Regions from separate parts of the Mus musculus genome. Here region 2 is linked to region 1. Evidence: chromatin contacts called from public HiChIP or PLAC-seq data. All regions are on one chromosome and are shown on one strand. The core of a region is the stretch at or near the end of the contact, and the rest is flanking DNA. Distances in the headings are between cores, read along the strand shown. Region 1 holds the start of 2610028H24Rik (RIKEN cDNA 2610028H24 gene). Region 2 overlaps Mcm3ap (minichromosome maintenance complex component 3 associated protein).

Evidence for each region. HiChIP or PLAC-seq counts read pairs in DNA pulled down with a chosen protein or histone mark.
Region 2: a contact with region 1 is called in an H3K27ac HiChIP or PLAC-seq map of heart atrium, with 8 read pairs. The contact joins the enhancer-like site here to the promoter of 2610028H24Rik in region 1. A contact is called at or near these places in 7 of 39 promoter capture datasets (embryonic stem cells, frontonasal cranial neural crest, hippocampal neurons and 3 more), 12 of 484 Hi-C or Micro-C datasets (CD4 T cells, CD8 T cells, differentiating embryonic stem cells and 4 more), 11 of 115 datasets of contacts at active chromatin or transcription factors (bone marrow-derived dendritic cells, embryonic stem cells, extraembryonic endoderm stem cells and 3 more) and 4 of 9 other capture datasets (adipose tissue, embryonic stem cells, liver and 1 more).

Annotation. Positions count from the first base shown.
Region 1 is chr10:76,447,659-76,450,358 of GRCm38.p6, forward strand. 2610028H24Rik (RIKEN cDNA 2610028H24 gene) reads left to right here and starts at 1,423. Exons shown (of 8, transcript NM_029816.2): 1 at 1,423-1,663. The coding sequence starts at 1,601.
Region 2 is chr10:76,483,630-76,486,329 of GRCm38.p6, forward strand. It overlaps Mcm3ap (minichromosome maintenance complex component 3 associated protein), which reads left to right. Exons shown (of 29, transcript NM_019434.3): 10 at 1,025-1,187. Among named protein-coding and RNA genes, the nearest start is that of Ybey, 16 kb to the left of the region's middle. Within about 2 kb of position 1,297, at least 1 of the 459 cell types and tissues checked has an H3K27ac peak or open chromatin away from gene starts, as enhancers often do. A contact at or near this core is called in heart atrium, where this site is marked.

The DNA.
Region 1 (2,700 bases), core at 173-2,672:
ACAAACAAAAAAAACAACAGAAGGTTTGACATTGCCACAAAGTAGCATTCCTCCGTGGGTTTACGGTCCTCTCTGGCGAGTTGAGACTTCTTGAGTCCCGGATTCAGAATTGGGTGTTTTGTGCAAACAAGAGAGGGAGCTAGGCTCCTTAGATGAAGGGGCCAGAAAGATAGCAAGATCAGACTTCCCGAGAACCACCAGAGCCCAGAGTCATACCTGAGTCTCAGGTTTTATGCAGTTCAATTTCTTACAACTGGCACGTGCCCAGCTCGCCTGTGCCAACATCCTCAGAAAGTTCTTGGCATGGAATCTCGAGAGAAACTCTGTAAGTGTAGTTCTTGGATCTTATTTCAATTTATTTTTAGTACTAAAAGCCATCGACGTAAGGAACACAGATATTCTCTCATGTGCTCCCTACCCTGTAAACATTTACTGCCCCTAGCAACTGCCTACCAAAGAGGACAGGACGAGGACAGGCATTTCACAACAGAGAAGCCAGTTAGCTCCTTCTAGGCCAGGGAGCCAGGGTCAGCATCGCAGGGGTAAGCTGTGTTGATAGATCGTACCTTCAATACTGCATGATAAGAAAAGCATTAATTCCCAGAAAGCCCAGTCAAACCGAGAGAAAACATCATCAGTGTCCCAGCTGAGCACAGCGTCCCCTTTCCTTTATTGGCCCTGTTTAGATACCCAGTCCCAGGCTTTGCTATCTCTCCTAGCAATGCCTTCTGGGACCAAGTAGCCACCATCTCAGGGAGTCTGCTGTTGCTTTCCTTGTCTACATATGTCCCTCTAACTCCCGTTTGATCTGTTGCAATTTCCAGGGTTACCTAGGCTCCAGGGTGTCGACCCTACCCTGGTTGTTTCATAAGTTCATAGGGTGATTGACTTACATCCCATCTGGTTTAGAATCTCAACCCCATATATTCCCCCCCCCTTTTAAATTCCTGTCTGTGTTCTCTATGCCAGTGCACTCTCTGTCCCAGGGTCCCCTTAGGCACTGCCTTTGACCCCTCTCTGGCCAAAGTCTCTGCCACAAAGAGTTTCCTGAAACCCTCAGGGAGCTCCTGTCTGATGGTCTCCTAGGTATCCAGCCACACTGCCTTTTTACTTTGAGGGTTTCAAGGAAGGACAAGAGTGTCCTAGAGGCAGTGGCAAGTGACCAGAATGGTGTGGTGTAGGTCTAGGGGCAATGAGGAGTCCTCCAGGAGTCTTCTACACTATCTCCCCGGGGTAAGCGGCATCTGGAGGAATCTGAAGTATTGTCTCCCTGGCCTTTTACCTCCCCACTGATCCGTGCCTGGCAACACCCGTGAGTCAGTGTTTACAGGTGACCCATTTGGGGACACAGAGCCAAGAAAGGACTCTCAGAGGTGTCCTGGCAACCCAGGACCTCCCTTCCTCACAGGCTAGCAACTGTCACAGACTTCAGGGCAGGCTCTGGCACTGTGGTCCAGGGAAGGGACCAGTCAGTCTCCCATTTACCTGTCTTGAGGCACCATGATCCCTGAGGGGGCTCTTTGTTATACATAACGAAGGGCCAAGGCAGAGTGAGGACTTTCAGTCTCCTACTTCTCTGCAGGCCCCTTATTCAGTTGTCATGACGTTGGACTCCTCGATGGCAGATCAGATGACCCGGCTGAGGTTACAACTCCTGGAACAGGTAAAACAGAGCCTCTCCACTACTGTTGTTAATCCCTTGCTTCACTCAAATCTCCCTCCTCTGCAGACAGCCAGGAGAAGTCCCTGCTTCTAGACCCTGCAAACCCTTTCCCTGCGTCTGGCTTCCTAATGAACAGCTATGGCTTCTTGTATGCTTTGTGTGTGTGTGTGTGTGTGTGTGTGTGTGTGTGTGTGTGTGTTTTCTAGCAGTTTCCAAAGTCAGGAGGCAGTCTGTGCCCACCAGCAAGTGTACTTCTAGGGCATGGCCCTACAGAGCTCCTGCACCTTCAGGCTCCAGTGTTTAAAGGGATACTCCTTACTGTGGAGACTGAGCCCAACTTCCCGGGGAAAAAGCTGGCCATGCCCAGTCTTCTCCATCTTTGCAACCATCGATGAAATTTGGAGTGATTTACGATCAGCAGCGTACCTGCCTGTGCACACAACTAAGCATAGTTCCCATGGGCTAGCTATCCCCCGCTTACCCCGGGGAGATAGCGTAGAAGCTCTGTACACTCTGCCTGCATTGCTCTTCTTCTATGGCTATCTATTTTTAAAAAATTATCTATTTATTATATGTGAGTACACTGTAGCTGTCTTCAGACACTCCAGAAGAGAGCATCAGATCTCGTTACAGATGGTTGTGAGCCACCATGTGGTTGCTGGGATTTGAACTCAGGACCTTTGGAAGAGCAGTCCATGCTCTTAACCACTGAGTTATCTCTCCAGCCCCCTGTTGCTATCTATTACCAAACCCCAGAATCCCAAATTCAGGGCCCAGGTGGCCCTGGATAGGCCCTGAGGGTAGTCTCTGCAAGGATTGCTACTCAGCAATCTGTCCAGAGCATCTCTCTCTCAGGATCTTCAGGGTAATCCTTGGGACTCATAAGAGAGCCCTCTTGTGGACCATCAGATCGTCTATCTTGGTTCCCATCACTGTGTCCCCATTGGGCCCCAGTAGGGAAACACTTGGAGTCCTATCAGGATACTCTGTGCTGTGCATCAGGATGTCCTACTGTGTTGTGTCTCTGCAGAGCATCA
Region 2 (2,700 bases), core at 47-2,546, 36 kb after region 1:
GGATGGGTTAAATGAAATCAGAGTAGATCAGTTACTGGAGTGAATGGATTTGAAATGCAGACCTGACATTTCAGTAGATCTATAGGTGAGAAATACAGGGAAACTAACATGGAAAGCGATTCAGGAAGATGCCAAACATCCTTTGGCCACCTGTGTACATATGTGGGTGCACATAAATACACACAGTTATGTTTTCTGTTCTGCTGTTTTGCTAACAGCTGCCAATCAGTCGGCTAAATTATTCCTTACTTGTTTATCATCCTTTTAATTTGTCATTTTATTTATTTATTTATTTTGTTTCTTTGAGACAGGGCTTCTCTGTGTAGCCTTAGCTGTCCTTGAACTTATTCTGTAGCTCAGACTGGGTTTAAAGGCACATGCCACCATGCCCAGCTGTTTATTATCTTTTTAAGATTTTCATTTAGTATTGTTTTTAATTGTGTATAGTATGTGTCTGTGTGTGCACATGTGGAAATGAATGCAGGGTCCTGTCAGGGCTGGAAGAGGGTGTCTGGTATCCTGGAGCTGAAGTTGCAGGCAGCTGTGAGCCACCTGACATGGGTGCTAGCAGTCTAACTTGGCTCCTTTGCAGGAGAAGCAAGTGCTTTTAACCTTTGAGCCATCCTTCCAGCCCCACAGCTTATTATCTCTTTAAAGAAACACTTTTAAAACCACACATGTAAACCTATTAGAAGTTCAAAGCCATCCTTGTGACTACAGAGTGAACTTGAATTTCACCTAGGATACAGAAGATTCTGTCTCAAGTGAATGGATGGATGGATGGATGGCTGGGTGGGTGGGTGGGTGGATGGGTGGATAGATGATAGATGGACAAATGGACGGACAGATGAACAGACGGATGAAGACTGTAGAGTACCTGCTGAGTGTGAGGATGGCAGCTCTGGTTATAGAGCTTAGACTTTAGTGGTTTGTGTCAGACTTGCTGTCACAGGACTGCTGAAACCCAGTTATTATCAGATTGATTAAGACCAGTGTCCTGACCCTCTGCCTTCCTAACTTACAGAGAAGTGCAGCAGTTCCACCCTGACGTTAGGAACTCCCCAGAGGTGAACTTCGCTGTCCAGGCTTTTGCTGCATTGAACAGCAATAATTTTGTGAGATTTTTCAAACTGGTTCAGTCAGCTTCTTACCTGAATGCGTGCCTGTTACACTGTTACTTTAATCAGGTGAGTAGAGCCCCTGCTACCAGGTAAGAACAGGAACAACAATACTGTAGTGTTGAAGTGCTTCTCTGTCCTGCGCTCTTCCCGTGGGCAGCCAGCCAGCTGTCAACTCATGCGACAGGCACAGCCCAGCGAGGTGTTTCTGCTTTAATCTTGTATGATGGGATACCATGGCTCTCCATTAGGAGGGGCCATGCAGTGTAAACATGGTTCTGTGTCTCACAGAAGCCTTTGGAGTGACAGGTTTAGTTCATGAAAGCAAACCCCAAACCACAAATCCTATATTGTACAAAAGCCTTAACTTTGAAGTCATTAGTATTAATAACATTTTTGAGAGAACAGTAGCATAGAAAGACTTTGGAAAAAAACAGTTTTGGGGGGTGAGCTGTGTTTCCACTCTGCCCTGCTGTGCCTTGGGATGACAGAGGCCTTCAGAAGACCGCTGGCTCCTCTGTGGTGAGAAGTGTGAGCAGCAGCCGCAGCAGCAGCAGCACTCTGCCTTCCCATGCTGCCTCGGGTCTGCAGGTGTCTGCTAGCAGGAAGAACTGGGAGTTATTACAGCCTCTGATCACACCAAGTCCTGGAAATGCTGAATATTAGCACAGTTATAGTCTAGGCAAAGAATTCATTTTTAGGAGTTGTATTTTTTTTTTAACTTTTTAGTTTTTGAGATTATAATACAGTTACGTCATTTATCTCCTCCCTGTCCTCCCTCTAAACTCTCCCATGTTCCAGTCCTTACTCCTTTCCAAATTCATGGCTTCTTTCTTCATAAATTGGTGTATATGTGTCTATGTGTTTATGTATTAGTGCATCTGTCTGTCTGTCCACACACACACACACACACACACACACACACACACACACACAGACACCTTAATATAAGGATACCATGCTCAGTCTGGATAATGTCTGTAGATTTTCGGGGCTGACCACTTGGTGAGCTCTTCCCTGGGGAAGACTGTTTCTCCCACACTCAGCATCCTTTAGCTGCCTGTTGTTCTGTGTGTAGGGTTGGGGCCTCCTGGGCTTTCCCCTGTCCGCATTAGCATGTCTGTTGCTGTCCTTGTTGAACTCATGCTTAGACAGTCATGCCGGTGAGTCTTCATGAAGGTAGCTTCTGACTCTGACACAATCTTATGGCAAACCGCCTGGCCCTCCGGCTTCTACAGCCTTTCCTCCCGTCTCCCACACGATCCCTGAGCCTTAGGTGTGGGAGCGGGGTTGGAGTTGCACCCTTTGGCATTGGGTCCAACAACTCTGCATTTTGGTTGGTTGTGGTTTTCTAGAATTGTTTCCAGCTTGCAAAGAGACGTTTCCTTGATGAGGGTGAGGACGACACAGGACAGATATTTAATAAAGTGGCAGTTACAGGAAGATCCATAACTTCACCAGCCTGGGGAGGTGGCTAGGTTTCCTGTATCAGGAATTGATTGCCCTCTGTCCGAGCAGGCCTTAAGTCTAGTTGGAGAGCTATTGGTTACTACCAGGCTATGTGTGTCACCAACACACCTGG